3 separate regions of the Triticum aestivum genome follow, and regions 1 and 3 are each linked to region 2. Evidence: chromatin contacts called from public Hi-C and HiCAR-type data. All regions are on one chromosome and are shown on one strand. The core of a region is the stretch at or near the end of the contact, and the rest is flanking DNA. Distances in the headings are between cores, read along the strand shown.

Evidence for each region. Hi-C and Micro-C count contacts between places; a contact is called where the count stands out from the background. HiCAR-type assays count read pairs that join an accessible place to other places.
Region 1: a contact with region 2 is called in a HiCAR-type map of leaf, with 6 times the contacts expected there. The contact joins two enhancer-like sites. A contact is called at or near these places in 3 of 5 Hi-C or Micro-C datasets (leaf and root) and 1 of 1 datasets of contacts at active chromatin or transcription factors (leaf).
Region 3: a contact with region 2 is called in a Hi-C map of leaf, with 3 times the contacts expected there. The contact joins the promoter of LOC123099005 here to the enhancer-like site in region 2. A contact is called at or near these places in 2 of 5 Hi-C or Micro-C datasets (both in leaf).

Annotation. Positions count from the first base shown.
Region 1 is chr4D:498,575,085-498,578,038 of IWGSC CS RefSeq v2.1, forward strand. No RefSeq gene overlaps it. Among protein-coding and RNA genes, the nearest start is that of LOC123099004, 16 kb to the right of the region's middle. Within about 2 kb of position 1,462, at least 1 of the 8 cell types and tissues checked has an H3K27ac peak or open chromatin away from gene starts, as enhancers often do. A contact at or near this core is called in leaf, where this site is marked.
Region 2 is chr4D:498,436,312-498,439,643 of IWGSC CS RefSeq v2.1, forward strand. No RefSeq gene overlaps it. Among protein-coding and RNA genes, the nearest start is that of LOC100125729, 32 kb to the left of the region's middle. Within about 2 kb of position 1,615, at least 5 of the 8 cell types and tissues checked have an H3K27ac peak or open chromatin away from gene starts, as enhancers often do. A contact at or near this core is called in leaf, where this site is marked.
Region 3 is chr4D:498,629,463-498,632,475 of IWGSC CS RefSeq v2.1, forward strand. LOC123099005 (50S ribosomal protein L11, chloroplastic) reads left to right here and starts at 1,425. Exons shown (of 4, transcript XM_044521112.1): 1 at 1,425-1,735; 2 at 1,849-2,021; 3 at 2,139-2,202. The coding sequence starts at 1,546.

The DNA of each region.
Region 1 (2,954 bases), core at 212-2,711, 140 kb after region 2:
GATCGAAGCTTGTGCTTCGGGTAGGAGAGGTCGGGCTTGGCCCGTGGTGTGCCTGCGGGGTGGTGCTCGTGCTCTCCTCGCGGGCATGGTGGACGGTGGTGGTGGTCGAGTCTCCACTATGTTGTGAGGCAGATGAGTGCCGGTGACCATGGTTGAGGCGTCACGCGAGCGGGCTTGACGGCTGCCGTCGGTAGTCATGGGGTTGTGCCCCCCTCCCCCCGGTCTCCCGGGATTGGCTGGGAACGCAGGCGTGGACACCCCCTACTGTGGGGGCATCGGCACAGATCCCGTGGCCGATGCCAGGCTAGGAATGAAAGGAGACCCCGGCCCTTTCTTTCCTCCTTCCGTGGTTGGTGCTCCGTGATGTGGACGGATAGTGGTGGCTTGGACGTGGATGCTGGAGCGGCAGCTTCGGATGGCAGTCCGCATGGTTGGCTTTTCGGCAGGCACCATGTCGGTGATGATGGCTCCCTCCTTGGCCATGTGAGCGGCAGGAGGGTAGCGATGCGTGGTCAGGCGTTCTCCCTGTCTTTGGCAGTGGTGTCGCCCCGATCCAGACCTGAGACGCTAATCTTGCTGCGCCTGTCCTGAAGACCTTGTGTGGCATGTGGGAGCTGCCGAACGAAAACTCTGCGCTTTGTCGCCAACGATGGCGACGCTTGCGGGCCGCCGCTATCTACCTAAAGACGTCGTTGTGGTGCTCCTCTTCATGTCAGGGTTCCGGGTGAAGACCCTAGTCCCTTCTGGACTCAGCAGCGGCGACGCTTTGCACCGTTTTCCCTCCTAGTGGCGTTGTCGTGGAGCTTAGGTGTTTAGGGTTGTGTGTGGCGTTGTACTCGGTGCTCCCAATGCTTTCATTCGGTAGCGTAGTAGGTCTGCGTGATCCGGCCATCTTATGATCGGCATTGTATGAGAGCTACCTCACCATTTTGCATCGTTCGGCCGTATACTTTGTTCGATAATTGCTTTATATATACAGCGGGGCGAAAGCCTGTTTCGAGAGGGTGGGTGGCATGTATGAAGCAGGTGTGGTGTCAATTTTTTTTATCTAGGTGTGGCTCATGTGCGCGCACATCACTGGAAAGCAAAGAATCTAGCACATGTATGACGTGGAAGCGCCGTGGCTAACATGATACACGCACTACACCGTGAGAACGTAACGAATTTTAGGTTACAACCGAGGCAGCTGCGGACGTGGTTTCAGTTGCCCTCTTCCCAAACGAGCAGGCGTGCATCATTTCTTTTCCCGATCGAGTCGGTTGTTTCATAGTCCTGCAGTCGCCAACCCTGAGCGAAGACGACGGCGGAGGCCAAACTTCCATAAGCGCAAAGCCAAACGTTTTCGTTCGGAGCCGGTTGGCAGCACGTCTGATCGGCGAAGCAAGTACTTGTCATGTGCATACTCCAATGGGCGTTTGCTTTATGCTCAGTTTCCAGAGTATAGGCAGTTTCTGTGAACTAGTAGAGACCTGGAATCCCGGCCGGTCCCATCTTTCCGTGGACGTGGACAGTGCCGTCTTTGAAGCACTATACAAATCTGACCGTGGAGCAGTGTGGAGGACTTGGTCTAAGCAGCCACTTGCTTGGCTTAGGAGGAAGGTTCAGAGAGAGTGGTACTACGGTACAATTCAAAGTTTTCTCTTTATCCACAAGATACAATTCAAACTTTGAATAGCAGCCGCTTTGAAAGGAGGGAATCTCTTAGCCGGCGGCGTGTAGACCAAGTCAATACTGGACAGTGAAAAACGCACATAGTGAAGACGACCAGTGTCACAGTATTTCATAAGAATTTTTTTTTTGAACGAAGACTTTTTGTTTTGTTTTCAATAGCAGCCAGGTCTAGCGGGCGTGCGGATTGCGGGTTAGTCCGGTTGGTGTCCACGGTGTAGCTCTGGCTGACTGGATATATAGACCGTTGCAAGAAATAGAATTTTTCGTAAAACAAAACATTTCATAATTCGTTTTTGTCATTTACTAGCAACATAATCATATATTAGTATGCAAAACAAAGATCAAAAGATACACATTTTAGAAATGATTCGATATTTAAAATAATAGTATTGTGCAGTTAATGAAGGGGGTAAATCATTTACATCATTACAAGAGATAAACATGAGTGCTTAACACCTTTGACGCACTAAGGATAACCCCCTTGCATTTACGAGGATCATCCTTCTAGTTCGATTACAAGTTACTTTAATTTAACTATGTTTGGTTACATAGATCCTTTTACGACGGAGTGGTCACTATAACAATACAGTCTTTTGAAAAGAAACTCTCTCTCTCTCTCTCTCTCAAATGATGTGAATTAAAGAGACTCGGATTACCAATATGATGGCATTAGACCCTGGATCAGCAATGATGCCATGGGCCTTTTTTTAATAATGTGTTCAACTTGGTAATGGGAGCATTAGCAAGTTGATCGACTTCTCCTCCGAGGTCATTCGAAATATATGTGGCTTCTTTCAATCTTGAAATTTATTATGTTGAGTTGTTCTTCATGAAATCAACTCATGTAATTAGATGGTTAGAGGGAGGATGATACACTCAACCAATATGAGGTCAACTTCAAACCACCAGGGTTACCCAATATATGTCTGAACACGTTAGATGCCACTCTGTTTTGTCAATGACTTGAAATGCTCACTTTGTGTGCTGCATCTGACTAGCTTCCACATGGTACAAAACAAGAAAGAAAACAAACTGCCGTCCATGCCCAAGCGAAGAAAAAAATACAGGGATACACATTTTGTGTTTATAAGAATTTCCCCCAGAAAAAGAGGTAGTTTCCTTTCTAAAAAAAAGAAGGGACGTGGTAATTGTAAGTAGTCTTAAAAGAAATTTGGAGTCAAGTGACGACCCCCCCCCCCCCAATTGGATTGAAATCTCAAGGCTGGATTGCATCTTCTACCTCAGGTCATCTTTTGCCCTAGCTTCCTGCGGCCACCATTCTC
Region 2 (3,332 bases), core at 365-2,864:
CATTTTGTTGGGACGGGTGTGGAGTACTTTTTTTTTTGTATCGAGCGCAAATTAGAGGTGTGGTATGTATATGAAGATTTCCCGCCCGATACACGTACTACACTTAGCCATGACACTTTGATCTAATCGATGTGACCTTTGTTTCCACAATACAATGGGCCTTTGTTGCCTATGGTGGTGTCGATTTTCTTTAGTTTCTTCACTCGCACTATTGCGTAAATAGACGGATTGTCAAATAAAACAAGGTAAGGATTCTTAGGTTGCGTTAGGATTTCTCATGATTTCTAGGAATTCAACTTCAGAAAAAGAAAGATCCCCTCCAATTTTTAATAATGTCAGGCTCTACGTCAGCTACGTACAGAAGACAACTACTGGCGACAAAGACCTCGAGGGTCAACCTTCTCTTAGCCTGACAAAATCTCGTCAGAGTAGAATATATCCTCGAGATCAGGGAGCATATTCCATCACAACGGACGTACGCACTCGATGTCACTACGGACGAGCGACATATACGCTGATGACGTGAGGCGATAACCAGTTGTGTCTCTGGTGATCTGGCGATGCAAGCCCGGACACTCTCTCCAGCGGTGAATGAAAGCGAACGAATGGAAGAATGCACTGTCGTTTGCACTGATTGACACGCAATCGTACGTACACCAGCATTATCTTTGCTCGACCAGTTAGCTTCTTACCACAAGTCAAGGAGAGAGAAGATACTATACTCGTTTCAAATCAAGATGCTCAATCAATTGAGCATCGTGGTGCATACAGAAACATGGCTTAAGTGATCTGTCAGGCTGTGTAGTTTAGTGTTGCTAGCATTTCAAAGTTTTACGTTTGTTTACTACATGTTGACTTGCGTCGTATGCAGCTTGTATATAGGGAATTAATATATGCAGCTCTTTTGTTGTTTATGTCCGTCCGGTGTTTGCTCGGAAATTTCTCAAACAGCGACGGTGATTTTTTTACTACAATCACCCCTAACATTTCGGAGTGGACCTTTAGATAAGATCATTGGATCAATCCATAAAAAAATAGATTTGGAAATTGTAATGGTATAATTCTGGGTTAGATTGACTACTCCAAAATTTCAGTCTACAGTTAGAGCAAAAAAAAAAAACTCAAATGTGAATAGTGTCACCTTTGACTGACTAGTATTTGGCACTATTTACAACTGATTTATACTTTTATTCTTGTAGTGTACGTCAAAATGAAAGCTATAATTTTTGGGGCTGTATATATAACACCGATGTATGTGGTTGGATCCTTTTTTAAATCGTTCAACATGTTTTATATGACGAAGAATGCAGTACGTTCTAAAATAAGTGATGTGGTTTTAGTACATGGAGTGCTTATTACTGGCCCATAATTTGTGGACTTTATTATTAAAAAAAACGTGATTGGTTTTTCTTTTTGAGGGTACAAACGTGATTGGTTGTGACAATGAAAGTCAGAGACCGCCACGAACGAAAGCAACCTGACGGTCAAGCGCGTCTACCTGACCTGTGGCGATCCTGGAGAGGATTGCTACGCCTCGCCCTCTCCTAGGCGCGTGCACGTCCCCATCGTTTTGACGTGTTCCCGCCCGGATGACGATTGACGAAGCCGCTGCACCCGTACGTACGTGGACGAGAGCGATACCACGACCGAGTCACGTCGATCCACCGGTGTGGGCAAGGACACGTACGCTACAAGCCGGGCGCGGTGCACTCACTCGCCAGCACGTGCGTGCTTTTTCTTTGAGAGGTCACGAGCACGTGCGTTCGTCCCTGCTTATCTAGTCCTTATGGTCGTGTACATCCAGGAACCAGTGAGCGACTTTAGCTAAGCTAGCTACTGGACGCGCATGCGTCGTCGCATAGTCACTCGCATGGGCCGGCCCCCAACTCGTGCCTATCCTCTACATGGGCACCGTGTAGCTCACAAGTATCTTCTATGGCCCATGAGCAGTGCTCACCGACCTCTTGACTTGACTTGGAGCTGTCTGTCACCGACCGAGTCAGTACTGATCGATCCTCCTCTGCCGGGTGCACCATGACCATGAGCCGTTGGAACCGCGTCACGTTTGCGAGCTAGGGCGGGCACGTGGAGCGGCACTGTTCCGGCAAGCATTGCGCGGTGCAGCTTGCTCGGCGCGTCAGCCGTGCGGCATGTGATCGATGTAGATGTATCATATCGTAGGTAGTACGTTTCGGTCGTCGGTTCCTTCCGTCCCCGTCGCGCGCATGGGCGGAACGCAAAGCAACACCACTCACCGGAGATCCAGTCCACTCCGCGGGGTACTCCGGCCGGAATTCCCGGAAGATCTTCTACTGGCGGTGCCGTCGGGGTCCGAGTGGAGTGTGACAGGGCGAGGCCACCCGGCGACTTTTCAAACGGCGGTGCGCCGGTGCCGCCCGGATTAATCAAACGGCGGTGCGCCGGTGCCCACGCCTTTGCCGACGACAACAAGGAGGAAAAGGGAAAGCTAGCACTAGATCGGACATGCTAAATCGCACGTTCCCTAATTCCGGTGACACTTTTTCGCTGCCGTGGTAACTTTGGAGTAGATGCTATAGGCCCATCCCGTCGTTGCCAAAAGGTGAAAAGAAAGAAGAAAGATCGAGTCTAACCCTGCCGCTTAGTTGTAGTTGCGTTCACTTTGCCGGCAAATAAAGTTGCTATATTCATGTCAAACGGAAAAGGTTACCGCATCGACTGATCCATGTAATGTGAAAGAAAAAAGGTGGCGGCATCCAAGATTTTTTTCGAAAAGTGCAGCACCCAAGATGACTGGAAAGTAGATTAGCGTGACCTGTCAAATTCATATCGCAAAAGAGATTCGTGGGAACCAACAAACTCCAAGTCTGAGGGTATCTCCGACGTGGGTCATCAAAATGTCTAGACCAGACGATTTGGATATTTTCAGGCCTTCAACGCTATTTATCAAATATCTAGGTCTAGAAGCCTGAAATTCCACTTACCGTCCCTAAACCATGGGTAACTTTTGGGGGAGTTAGACATTCTTCTGGCCCTGAATCATGTCTCTCCACAGCCCACGTCTCTCGCTCGGTTCGTCTGGGGCACTGTCGGTCATAGCTCATAGTCTAGACTTGAGGAACATGGTTGAATGGCCGGGCTGTCTACGGACACATCCAAACGTATCCGTGAATATTTGATAAGGTCCGTTTGGTGATCCACATTGGAGATGCCCTGAGCTCAACAAGGCAAAAACTACCACTGATACTAGCGACTCCAAAGTTCGCGAGGACGGTGCATCCAAGGACTTTATTTCAAATGATTCAAAAATTATCTTTCCAAGTTTAAAAAAATGTAAAAACTTATACATATTC
Region 3 (3,013 bases), core at 175-2,674, 190 kb after region 2:
TATTATTTTTTTGTTTCAACAGTTTATTTTAAAAATTGTTATTTTCATATAAGGATGGAACATAATTTTAAAAATTATTTACCCCAAAGTTTTTTTACATGTTGAACAATTTTATTGGTACTAATGTGAACATTTTGTTCGATACAAAGGGGCTTTCGTTTGACTCACACAAGCCTTTTCACATGTTTTACAAACTAGTTTGTCCTCATTGTCTATCACGTGGGTCTCCTGTTAAAGACGGGCCCACATGTGCGATGCTTTGGGTCACATGGACACATGTGTCTGCTTCGAGTGATTCTGAATCCTATTCTTTGCCTTTAGCGTAGGATAGGTGTGAAGAGTGATCTTGCTTATGGGCACGTACATGGGCATTTATGTACATGACCATTTTACATTTTTGTTCTGTAATAATACATAAACATGTCTTTTGAGAGATGTGAATGTTTTAAAAGTGCGTGGACATTTGCTATTGGAGCTATGAACATCTATGTTAAAATACATGAAAACTTTCTTTTCACAATAGGCACATCTTTTTATGTCAATATCAAATTATTTATGATGGCAGTTTTTAAATCTATAAACATAAAAATACATATTTTCATTTAAAAAAATTATGTGTTAATGGGCTTCTGCAGTAGCCGGTCCAGGTAGAAGCTTTGCGACGACTACTTCAGAAGCCCATTAACCTTATTCCTGTGTCCTGGCCTTTGCACCGACGGAAATATGGGCCTTCTCAGTGAGCATTTCCTATTTGGCGCCACAGGCGCCAGTTAACTGGCGCCTGTGGCGTCCGGAAATGGGCCGGCCCATCTAGGCGCCGGTTGATTTTTGTTTTTGAAAATTCTGTGAACTTTTCTAAATATCTATGAACTTTTTTAAATAAAGTCAACAGTTTTTTTCAGATTGATGATCTTTTTCGAATATCGATGAACTTTTTTGAAATTTGATGACATCTTTTTGAAAATGGATGAATTGTTTTTATTTATGATTTTTTAAGTTCAATGAACTTTTCCTAAAAATACATGAACTTATTTTGAATTTCTATGAACTTTTTTCAAATTTGATGAACTTTTTGAAAAATTAATGAACTTTTTATAAATTGGATGAACTTTTTTTCAATTTGAATGAACTTTTTTTCAAATTAATGAACTTTTTTCAAAATTGATGAACCTTTTTTAAAGATATGAATTTTTTTCTTTAAATCTGTAAACCTTTTTTGATTTCATATTTTTATTTTCGTAACAGAAAAACAAAAAAACTGGGGCAGCAAGCTAGTGGGCCGGCCCATGCTATCAGCGACCCTATTCCTCCGTCCCCGGCCTTCTGGCGTCAGTAGTGGGTTGTCCTACCGCTCAAAAAAATAAATAATAAACTGGGTCGTCATTGGCAAGATGAAAACCGTGTCCTCCCAGCGAAGACGAACTCACCTGTACAGCGCCTTCTCTAACCTTAGCCCAGCAGATAGCAGATTAGAAGAAGATAGGAGAGAAGAGCAGAGCAGAGCAGAACAGAGAGCAGCCGACTCCTCCCTCCCAGCGCACAGCCATGGCCACCACAACCTTATCCCTCCACGGGCTCCCGTCCCCGACCGCCAAGAAGCTCACCTCCTCCTTCCTCGGCGCCCCCTCCTCCTTCCTCCGCCCGGCGGCACTCGCGGCCGCGGCCACGCCCGCGCGGAGGGTGTTCGCCGTCAGGGCCATGGCGCCCCCCAAGCCCGGGGCCAAGCCCAAGAAAGGTCCGTGCCTGCGCTCGCCTCCACCTTCATCCCACCCGGCATGGTCTTGTGCGGCCCCCGTCTAGTGCTCCGGCTAAACTGCGCCCGATATGTGTGTGGTTAATGTTCTGCAGTGGTGGGCATCATAAAGCTGGCGCTGGAGGCGGGCAAAGCGACGCCGGCGCCGCCCGTCGGCCCCGCGCTCGGCGCCAAGGGTGTCAACATCATGGCCTTCTGCAAGGACTACAATGCCAAGACGGCCGACAAGCCCGGCTACATCATCCCCGTCGAGATCACCGTGTTCGATGTGAGCCTGCACTGCTGGTTAATCCCCCGAGTCTGAATGTTAAATGTGTGTGCAGAATGCATTGGTAATGTGGGTTGATTCTCATGATGCGTGTGCCATTGCCTTTGTGTTTTGCAGGATAAGAGCTTCACCTTTATCTTGAAGACACCCCCTGCATCAGTGCTGCTCCTCAAGGCTGCAGGTATGCACCCGGATGATTAGCATCAAATTGTACATAATTTGAGGTTCATGCACCATATTGAAGATATATGGCCATATGGGGTTAATTGGGCAAAAGGTAAATGCAGTAGCTAGATTGATTTGTTAGTGTCTGTGGGAGCCTAGCTTGTTCAAATTCTACTCCCTCCGTTCCCAAATATAAGTCTTTCTAGAGATTCCAACAAGTGACTACATACGGAGCAAAAAGAGTGAATCTACACTCTAATATATGTCTACGTACATCCGTATGTTGTAGTCCATTTGAAATGTCTAAAAAGACTTATATTTAGGAACCGAGGGAGTATAAGAATACTATGGTTGAGTTTAAAAAGTATGTGCAGACTGTAGAGGGACTGATTAATGATTCATTATGATATTATTAATAATTTTAATTGCAAATGCATATACCAAAATGTTGACCTACTGACAAGGAAAGTGGTCTGTGAGTTGCTATCTGCATACCAATTTTCCACACATGGGACAGACTGATCCTTTATCTGTATCTGATGAATTGCATATGGACCTCTACAAAACTAATACCTTGAGTTAACACTTACTACCTCTGTACCAAAATCTAAGACATTTTTGTGGACTAAAGTAGCCTACAAACGTCTTATATTTTGATATGGAGGGAGTCTTTGAATTGTTTGGGTACAATGCAATATGCATGACTCATTAATTTTTCTGTTCAGCTAACATTGGAGTTCGTACTGGGCTCCAAGTTCAGAGAGTATATAAGCTTCACTAAATTTGGTGTCCATTTCCTTTTCCCTAACTGTCATTCTAGGCTTTCG